Linked DNA regions of Zea mays: all the other regions are linked to region 1. A link is a contact called in public Hi-C data. All regions are on one chromosome and are shown on one strand. Each heading gives the region's core, a stretch centred on a gene start, on an enhancer-like site or on the middle of the called end of the contact. The rest is flanking DNA. Distances are from core to core; before and after follow the strand shown. Region 1 holds the start of LOC118473091. Region 2 has its middle 70 kb from the start of LOC103640545. Region 3 has its middle 14 kb from the start of LOC103640543.

Region 1 (3,388 bases), core at 759-3,258:
CTATAAACCAAACACCCCCTTAAACAATGCAATAATGAACAGAAGCAAGTTCTGGAAGCCAGGGGAGCTGCTTCCCCTGCAACTTGTAACTAGGGGAGGAGAACATCCGGCGGCGGCCGGCAGAGGAAGGAAATCTCTCGGCCGTACGTGGCTAGCTAGAGCTAGTTGACGAGCTTATTTGATATGGGCCACGCGGGCCCCACGTATATATATATATATACACAATTTTCAACGAGTTGGCTGTATTTGCTAAATTACTGTGGCTCCAGTGTCCAGACGAACAGTAGTCCCAACGTACGTATAGAGACGCTGTTCGATCGGCTGGCTTACTTGCCGTGTTGTTAATTTTCTACTGTTTCGACAGTATATTGAGCATTTAGAATGGCGGCAGCGGCTGGCTTCTAGGCTATGCATATAGATGGATATATAGTATACACGGTCACGTGCGTACCTTGTTGCCCATAATCATCATCCCTTCCACCGTCGTCGTCGTTGGAGCCTTTTCTTTCTTGTCCGCCGTCGTGGTCGACGTTCCCATCACCGGCACTCCATCCTCCTGACCATCGTCAGCCGCCAGTCGGTCACCGTCGCCGTTGTCATCATTGCAGGCAGGTTCGTCGCCATTGACGATGGTGCAGAGCCACGCCGCCATCTCGTCCTCCGACGGTGGGTCGAACCGTACATCCGGTGGCTTGCTGAACCTCGACGACCAGACGCAGGAAACCGTCGGATGCATCGAACCCGGTCCTGGGGCACCACCTTCTTGCTCCAACACCAGCTCGAACAGATCATCTCTGTACGATCGAGCAGGTTTTTAAATTAATTGGCTATTAGACTGACATGCATATAGTCGTTATTATTCTATAGATGCCTCTATTTATTAATTTACCACAAATGTGTTACTGTAATAACTCATATAAATATTCACAGAAACATTTATGGTAATGTCATAGTAAATCACTTAGCAGTAGAGAGTTACACTTAGTAGATAATAACAGTAATATCATAAACTACTATAGTAGTTTGTTTTCCAAACATATATATACTCCTCTACATGAGACTTAGCAGTATATATGATCTCTAAGATCAGCTAGTTCCTTAATAACTGGTACTAACCTAGTCAGCAAGCATTATCTCGGTCTGAAGCTAGCTATATATACCAGCTGCGCTCAATTCATACCATTCTTTTAGGAGAGGTAAGACTAATAACTCCTACATATATCCCGCTTAGACGACAAGCATCATCCAAGGTATTACTTTCTTGATTTTTCCTTGTGGCTCCATGCATCAAATCATGCATGGAATGGAATCTATGATGTTTTTTTTAATATTGTTGGAAGAACCGGATCGCCAACATATGACACACTGGTCACCCGCACACATACTTAGACATGCCGTGAGCCCACGACACATGCACAACATCAGCTATAGGTTTTAGATCTAGGCCAACACTCCTAAAAAAGTTAGCCCATTAGCAGGTTATGTTCTCAATCATATAAACTATACTTACTCATCCGTAACTCACAATGTAATTATAGAGATGTTTGAATGCACTAGAACTAATAGTTAGCTGCTAAAATTAACTAATAACATTTAAACAACTTAACTAATAATTCAGCTATTAGATATTTTTAGCAAATTTAGCTACTAGTTAGCTAGCTATTTATTAGCTAGATAATTTCACTAGCATTTTCAGCTAACTACCTATTAGCTATAATACATTCAAACACCCTCGCTTCCCAACAAATATTATGCTAATTGCTGCCAGCCACAGCATAACGAGTACCTGTCTAGGCTTCTCTATCGCTTTAGACACACTCAGTGGCACATCAGATACGGCGTAATAATCATAGATCACGTACGTGGAGTAGTCCGCGGCGGCAACCATGTCGCCGAAGAAACGGCTGGCCTCCTCGCCCGAGGTGGGCACGGCGGCGGCGGCGGCGGCCTCGCCGGCGTTGTTGCTGTAGCAGCACCACGGATCCGCCGCAGCATCTGGGTAGTTCATCGTCTCAAATTCTCTCTCTCTAGGTATCAATACACACACGATCCTAGCAAGTTTAAGCAAGCGCGAAATGATCGAACATGCACTTCTGCCGCTCATGCCTGCTGTGTATATATATCTCAATAGTTATATACTTATATAGTGCACGCGTGTACTATCGGACACAGCTATTTGTCGAGAGTGTCTGAAGCACTCGGTAAAGGCTAAAAAATAATTGGTGAATGCTTTGTCGATTGTGACGCTCAGCAAAAAAGACTCGTTGAACTGCACATCGATAACAATTTTTTTGTCGAATACTTTTTATCGGACATTCGGCAAATAAGCTATTTTACCGAGTGTCGATGTCTAATGTTCGGTAAAGTAACGGCCGTCGGCTATTGACGGCCGTTTACCGAGCGTTGCTTTTCACCAAGAGTTTGACACTCCGTAAAAAGGTCTTTGCCGAGTGTCTCATGCTCGATAAAACGAGGTTTTTATTAGAGTGTTAAGGCATATTTGGTTTTATATCTAACTTGCTACACTTTGCATAACTTTTTAATCTAAGATTAGTTATTTAATTCGGACGACAACCTTAGATAAAGTGTGACAAATTTAACCACGAACTAAAGAGGCCTTTAGTTCGCCAAGCGCTTGACAAATTGTACTCGACAAATATCTGGATTTCGGCAGCGGTAGCACCTACGCGGCTACGCGTACGTGAGAAACCAAGCTAGTAGAGGAGATAGATGCGCGTGGCATGAGCCACCATTCTAGCTGCTCGTGGATGGTCGTGGTCTCGTGGAGCTCCTCGTGGGAGAGAGAAAGGTCTGCTTAGAAGTTAGAACAGGGATTAGAATAGAGGGAGAGGGAGACGCTGTCGGGACTCGGGACACTGAGGAAAGCACGCAGCTCTGGACTGTACCGTAGCGGCCGGTTGACAAGTCTAAGGATACGGGGCAGCCACCGAGGCAGCAGAGGCAGAGAGTGAAGAAGGTCGGAGATCGAGACGACGAGTGGGTCTCCCATGTATGCATTCATAAACGACGACCATATCTGGTATCATCCCGAAGCGCGATGCGGGGGAGTCGCGCGCCGGGGTCGGGAGAGTCCCCTGCTCCCCACGGTGGAGGCATGCACGGGCGGCGCGGCCGCCGGCGGGGATATTCTCTGCACTGCTACGATCCGGCGCTGGCGCTGGCGGCGGGCCCGGCGTTGGTCAAGCGCAGCCGACGGATCAAAACTGATCTAGTTACGGACTGTGGTGGTGACTCGCTCACGTGTCGTTTACCCGCCCGCGCCCACATGATGCGCATTTCGCGCCAAGATGACGTGTACCATTTTGGGGTGTAGCCAGGCGTAGATGGGTGGAGTACTCAGTACAATTATTTCAATATTCAATTCTAT
Region 2 (3,282 bases), core at 333-2,832, 370 kb after region 1:
ATGATAGAAATCACATCGAGAGAGATGGGTATGAGACCCGTATAAGTTGCCATGGTGGAAACCCAGTCTATGTGATTGGAGATCCCATGAATTAGGTCCTAGGAAGAACAAGCCATTGGTGAACTGAGGAGAGTAACCTTTGACCCTCTCTAAGTAAAGATGCAATACTCTCAAATGTTGTAAGGCAGGTTGGCTTTGTGCCTTAATGTGTTTTGTTGGCTTGTATTAGCGAAGATGTTGTCCAGCAGAACATTCTTGAAAGAACACACCTATATGAGTTAGACTGTCTAACGTCGGAGTCTATGAGATCTGGGTGATCTCTAGTAAACTCATGAAGAGACCTTGGAGTACGATGTATATGCTCCACCCGAGAAGGGGACTACTGGTAACCAAGTACTGGTCATGGCTTTAAGTGAAACTCATTCACACAAAACTTGCAATTCAAGGCATAGTCTATTGTCCAAGTGTAGCTTGGAGTTCTAGACGGAAGTTCAACTTAATAGTCTCTGCTGAAACAATAGTATATTAAACAGTAGTGAACAGTGGCAAAACTGCAGATGGACATTTGAGATCTGGTGGGGGATTGTTAGGATTTATGGGCTAGGCTCAATTGAGAAATTCAATTAAATCCCAGAAAAATCTCAAAAGCCCATATATGTGTATGGCTAGGGAATAGTGGAACTAATAGTGCCATATTGCTAGTCCAAATGGAGTAGAACTAGTTTAAATATGGAAGTCACACTCACTCACCAAGTCAGGGATGAGAGGAGAGAGTGTGGAGAGCCACACGCGCGCGCTCGCTCGCCTGGCCTAGCCTGGGCGGGGCGGGGCGGGGGTGAAGGACGCGGGCGCACAACATACGCGTGAATGGTCCCTCGCCTTGCGGGGGCGCGACTTCCTTTTGCTGTTTTAATTTTTGGTTGCTTGGTTGTTAAGTTTAGAATTCTAACCGATCGCTATAAAAATCTAAACTGAACGCAAGTTTTTCACGGGCAGATCGGATCGCGGATAGCTATCGGTTCGCGAACTCGGCCCTATATAAGGCGCCTAACAACCATCATCAAAATAACCATAATTTTCGCTTTCGCCTCTGTTCACAACTGCGTCGCCATCGTAGTTCTCTTCATCCCGACCACCGATGTGCATCTGCGATCGGGAGAGCAGGTCTCCGGAACCCTTCGCCTTCGAGATCCTGCACCGGGAGAGGGTGAATAAGGTTTTTGGGAAGCATCCTCATGCGACTGCTCGTGATCTTCTAGTCAAACCCTGTTGCGTAGACGTCATCGGTACCACTGCTTCAACGTCGTCGACCCTGCTGATTCCGGCTCGTGCCATCTATCAGTATATTTGATCAGTACGAATCATCTGATTTAACTTTATACTTCAGTTCTTCTGATTTGGTCATAATTTATATATTGAAATTTAATCTGTAAATTGTCTAATATTTCAACAGCATGCACCACTGAAAACACATGATTGAATGACTACGCTGTCGCATGCGCGCGGGCGAAGAACTGGATTTGGCTTGGCATGCATATGATATGACCTGACGCTGTACAGGCCCATGGCCATACACAAGGAGCTGGGAGCCTGCCCTAGGCCCTAGCTGGGACCACGGTCGCCCCAAGCACAAGCAATGTGTTGTTTACCGGGAGTACGCTACGACGTGCTTTGTGTTCAGGCGTCTTTGCACCGGTGGCGGTGTACCATGCACTATGCAGTATGCCCTACGAAGCTGAACCAGCATATAGAGGCAGGCTCCGTCCAACACCTAGAGCAAAAGTTGAGCAAAAATTGGAGCGGTGAATTAAACTTGAGCAAAAGTTAGAGAAGGTAAGGATGTGTTTGGTTTAAATTTTGGCCAACTAAACGGATCCAAATTGGCTCCCCCTCTCTCTCCTTTTTTTTTGGTTTACAACCCATACACCGATTAACGCAGGCCCACAACCACGAAATTGCTTAGGAAAAGGGCCCCTTACCCGTAAGCTTGCTGAAGAAAATGGACCAAGAATCATGTATCAGTACTGGGCCTCAGACCTTGGCAGCCCAATAGCAATACACGCCACGGTGGCGTCCGTCTTATACCGACTCCACTTGCATGGGTTTCTCAAAACTCATTTGTTCATCTGATGAACGTAACTGCGGTCCGACCGTCCGACCAAACGAAAAAAATAAAAGATCCATTCCTTTTTTTAAAAAAAAGAGAGTACTAAACTGTTAAAGCGTCTCGTGTAGTACAAGGACAGCACAGCGGGAGGTAGGGATGAAAACGGTCGGTAAACACTAAAACCGTTTTCGTTTTCATAATTTTTATCGGAAATGGAATCGGAAATGGTTAAACCGGAAACGGAAAAAGATATCGATATTTCGGAAACATCGGAAACGAAAGTTTAATATGGAAAATACATCGGTAACGGTCGGAATCTAAAGTATGACCGGTAAACATATGAATATAACAAGTTCACAATACAATAAAGATCACAAGCCAACAATTCACAATATAACAAGTTTATAAATATCACAAGTTCATAACATAACAAGTTCACAATATAACAAGTTCATAAATATCACATGTTTATAGATTCAAGGTTCAACATTTTCTTACTCTAACTATGTATAACTTTATTCATCCATATCACATAGAAGAGTACTCTCTCCGTCTACATGAATTTATCTTTCTAGAATTATGTCAAGTCAAACTATTTAAATTTGGATATTCAATACAAATACAATACACAATATTATATATATACACACACACGCACGCAAGAGGGCCAATATGAACATGGCCAGGAGCTCACCGCCCAGTCGCCCATCATCAGATGGGCAGCCCATCAGGAGCTCACCACCTAGTCGCCCACGAAGCGGATTCATCAGACATGCAGCCCACCTACGGACCCACTTGTCCCAGCAGCTGTTAGCGAAGCCGGATGGGTACAGTGCACAACATTATTTAGTCTCACCTCGCCCACCTAAATGTCATCGAAGAAGAGTCTCATCTAGATAACAGCTCGAGCCAGATGAAACGGTAGGCACTTGGGCCTGAGCGTCCATTATTGAGTGTGGGCTTTTAAATAGCCTACTTAATTTTTTGTTTTTGGAAAAATTCCGATACCTAAATTCGGTAAATTTCGTTTGAAAACGGGAACCGATTAAAACGGTCGGAAAAATCTTATATTGTTTTCGATACCGATTTTGAAACAAAATTCCGATAACCGATGCCGGCTGCGAAAAATACCGGTACTGCTGGTTTCAGTCGAAAAAATCAAAAACGGTTTTCGA
Region 3 (3,609 bases), core at 255-2,754, 470 kb after region 1:
ACCCCATGCAAAATTTGGAGTAAAGCTTGCCTAAAAATGGACTGTCAGTGTATTAGTGACTTAGTGGTTCAGAGCTGAAACTCTAAAAAACAACCAATGGTGCTCTGTTTGGAACTTAGTTGTGATTAATCCATATGGTTTTAGACCAAGAGCTGTATAGCAAAATGGAAGACCATATATAGGAGAACAAATTTCAGTGAGTTTAGTTTGGTGCTACACAAAAAAGGAGTAAAAGTGGCTCAAAGTTGGACTGTCAGGCTGGTTCCAACTGCTTTGGGTTCAGTCTCTAAAACCTGAATTTCAGTATAGGATGCTTAATTTGGAGCTGTTTTGTGATCAATATGAGTGGTTTTAGACTATAGTTTCTATAGCAAAGTTGGAGACTAGGTATAGATGGACAAGTTTCATGCAAGGAGATGGTCCTGTTATATAAAGTTGAGAGATAATGGAGCTGCAAAGTCCTCTGTCAGAAATAGTAAGGGTTGTTCAGTTAAGTTGAGACTGAATGTTTGGTTGTTTCTGCTATACTTTGGAACACCACAACTATAAATCTGAGTAGTTTCAGCTTTGGAGTGTTGTACCCAAGTGGAAGACCTATGGTTGGAAAATAAGGCTTGTTAAGGGAGATGCAGATGGTGCAGCAGGCTATTTCAGTCAACTGAAAATCAGTTTCAGTGTGATGAGCCCAACTTTGGGGCTCTCTAGTGTTTGAGTCATAGAGCTATGAACCATGCTCTGTGTAGTACGTTTAAAGACCATAGTACAGTGAATAATTTTCCTAAAAAGAGATGGGCTTGGTACTATACACAATTAGGAATAAAGTACACCTGAACTTCCTCTGTCAGTCAGTAAGTTCAGTTAACTGACAGGAGTGTTGAGTGATGGGGGCAACTTTGGAACACCCCAACCCTTGTTCTATATGTTGTCAACCATGAGTTGCTATACAAAAAAGGGAAAAGCTAGGCATGGAGAATCACTTTGGTTAAAGGGGAGAGGTCTATTATTAAGTGAATTGGGTGATCCAGGCAGCCAAATAGGGAGGTATGCAAGGAGGCAACATTGGCTGATTCTGTAAAATTCAGAGAACGGAACTTGGTTTCCAGTGAGCTATAGCCAACTTCAGAGTCGCATATCTTGTGGTCTACACATTTTGGGTCTTGGACTTTCACAGTAAACCTAAAGAGCGATGGTTGGGCAACAAGTTTGTTTAGAAAGGCTTGAGCTACCCTTATTTGGAATAGTGAGAAAAGTGGGGCTAAATAAAGGGTTTCAGTCAGACTTAAGCACTTCAATGCACACCAGAAAAATCTAAAGAAAATATTGCCGCAACTATAAAATCTAGGGGTAGATGAGAGATAAGTGAGAACCCTGGGGGGCATAACTTGGACGGATTCACTGTTGTGATGTGGTGTCAAGCATGCCCGACGGCTAACCCCCAGTAGTGTCCATTCGGTGTCTGTCTGTCCACTCTCGTGTCCTCAAGCTAGGTCCAGTGAACCTGCCCCAGCGCCATCCCTTATTTAAGTGCTTGTCCAGGGAGCCCTGCTGGATCCTTGGGCATCTCTGTGGTGGTGTGTGCAAGCCTGAGTTCATCTCCTTAGCCTCTGCGTCGGCTTTGTTCAGTTCATCAAGTGCCATTCCATTGTCTGGTACTCTGGTGCCACAACAACCATCCTTCCACCTCCCCGTGGTCAGAGTATCTCAAGAAGTTTGTTGCCCAGGTGAACCTTGTTCGGTAATCTCCCTAGATTAGTGAAGCTCACCGAACTGGGTTTCCTAATTCTAGAGTCTTGTGCGACTCAGAACAGAGTTGTTCCACCGCAGACCGGAGCCGTGAGCAGCCTCTGTGTTGACCGAACAACTCACGCTTTCTCCGGTCGATTCCTTGTGAGCACCAAAGTTTAGGTATGTCACTACTGTTCCCCACGACATTTGATTGAACTCTACCACTGTCTGTTATTGGGAACTAGGTGTAAAATTTGCTCAAAGATAAGAATCTGAATTCCTATGTTTGGATTATCAGATTGCTATTAACTTAGTTTATTCAGAGCTGAAAATCTGAACATCAATGAATGGTACCAAGTTTAGGCTCTATTGTGACCCATCCTAGTGGTTTTGGACTAAGAATTATTTAGCAAAAGTGCAGAGCAAAGTGAAGTAAATAAGTTTACTAAAGTAAGATAGACATGGCTCTACAGAAATTTGGGAGTAAAATACCTCCAAACCTTCCCTGTCAGACTAGGGGTGGGCTGTATCAGTTCACTAAAAATCTGTTTCAGGGTGTTGTTCAACCAATTTTGAAGCTCTTTAGAATTTAATTCCTGGAGTTATGAGTCCTACTCCATGTATAAAGGTTGGATACCATAGTAAGGTGAATAAGTTTTCTAAAGAGAAATGAACTGGGTGTTACACAGGGTTGGCAGTAATTGGTGTCCTAATTACCCCTGCCAGGCATATGGAATGCAGACTGATTCAGTCGACTGTTATCATGGTTCAGTGAGTTTTTAACCACCTTTGTAGCTCTATGGAAATTACTCCAGGTAGAATTGGGTTAGGGATTCCACAGCAAGATGGGAGACCATATCATGCACAACAAATTTGATGCGAAGAGTTGGCTTGCTACTATAGAGAATTTAGAGAAAAGTAAGTGCCAAAACCCTCTATCAGGCTTAGTGGTGTGTTGTTTCAGAAAACTGAAAACAAATTTAGTGGAAGGTGGCTGATTTAGTAAACTAGTGTCTATATTGGAGTAACTGAAGAATATCACCTCATCCTTGCTGGCTGCCCTAGTATGATTGAGTTGTGATATTAGAGTATTTAGCTCTCTTAAGGTTTTGTTAGTTTTTGTGTGCACCATTAGAGAGGTGTAAGTCTTGCGATGCTTCTTAGTATTTTCTTTTCAAGTTGCATAAGCATAAACATCCATGATCATGTCATTTCGTATAGAACTCCTACCAGAAGGAGTGAAGATTCAAGCTGAAGAGGTGACTGAAGAAGAGTTTGCTCCAGTGCCTATTCATCAAGTGGATGGAGCTATCTAACTAGTTATTGGGTAGAAAGGTCTTGAACCTCTTCACTGCAACAAAGGCAAGCCCCGGTGCATGCAACCCCTTCCTTGTGTTTTAAATTATTTTTACACACTTTAAGTCTAGTGAATGTGCATTAGGTTTATAGTAGTTGCTTGGAAACCCTTTGATGCATTGCCTACCTTGATATCCATACCTTTGTAGATACTTCTGATGAAGTATCAAAATATGATTTACAAAAATGCTTATCCCTACTTAGATCTTGTGGATAGAGGTTATCTTTTGCATTAAGGCCTAGCTCAGGGGTTATCCTGAGGAAGGAGAACTTCTACCTGCAAGAATATTTTCATTAGGAGCATGGCAGGATCTTACTGCAAAGTTCCCTTTGATGCTCTTTTCATCCTAAGGCACACAAACAATCCTAAGGATGGAAGTACTTAAATCGGGACTTGGGCTAGGAACATGTGATGTACTACCCAAGTTGATTAAGGATTGGATGCGTATGTAGGCTTGATGATCAAGGACTATCTTAACTGGCCACATGCCCTGGATATGGGACAGGGTAAGCTTTGCCTTGGGCAGA

What was found. A called contact is a pair of places that touch in the nucleus more often than the background predicts.
Region 2: a Hi-C map of tassel shows a contact between it and region 1, with 4 times the contacts expected there. The contact joins the enhancer-like site here to the promoter of LOC118473091 in region 1. A contact is called at or near these places in 5 of 25 Hi-C or Micro-C datasets (ear, leaf and tassel).
Region 3: a Hi-C map of ear shows a contact between it and region 1, with 2.8 times the contacts expected there. The contact joins the enhancer-like site here to the promoter of LOC118473091 in region 1. A contact is called at or near these places in 2 of 25 Hi-C or Micro-C datasets (ear and tassel).

Annotation. Positions count from the first base shown.
Region 1 is chr1:172,380,077-172,383,464 of Zm-B73-REFERENCE-NAM-5.0, reverse strand. LOC118473091 reads right to left here and starts at 2,008. Exons shown (of 6, transcript XM_035961655.1): 1 at 1,731-2,008; 2 at 1,386-1,454; 3 at 452-794. The coding sequence starts at 2,008.
Region 2 is chr1:172,014,126-172,017,407 of Zm-B73-REFERENCE-NAM-5.0, reverse strand. No RefSeq gene overlaps it. Among protein-coding and RNA genes, the nearest start is that of LOC103640545, 70 kb to the left of the region's middle. Within about 2 kb of position 1,582, at least 17 of the 20 cell types and tissues checked have an H3K27ac peak or open chromatin away from gene starts, as enhancers often do. A contact at or near this core is called in ear, leaf and tassel, where this site is marked.
Region 3 is chr1:171,910,111-171,913,719 of Zm-B73-REFERENCE-NAM-5.0, reverse strand. No RefSeq gene overlaps it. Among protein-coding and RNA genes, the nearest start is that of LOC103640543, 14 kb to the right of the region's middle. Within about 2 kb of position 1,504, at least 7 of the 20 cell types and tissues checked have an H3K27ac peak or open chromatin away from gene starts, as enhancers often do. A contact at or near this core is called in ear, where this site is marked.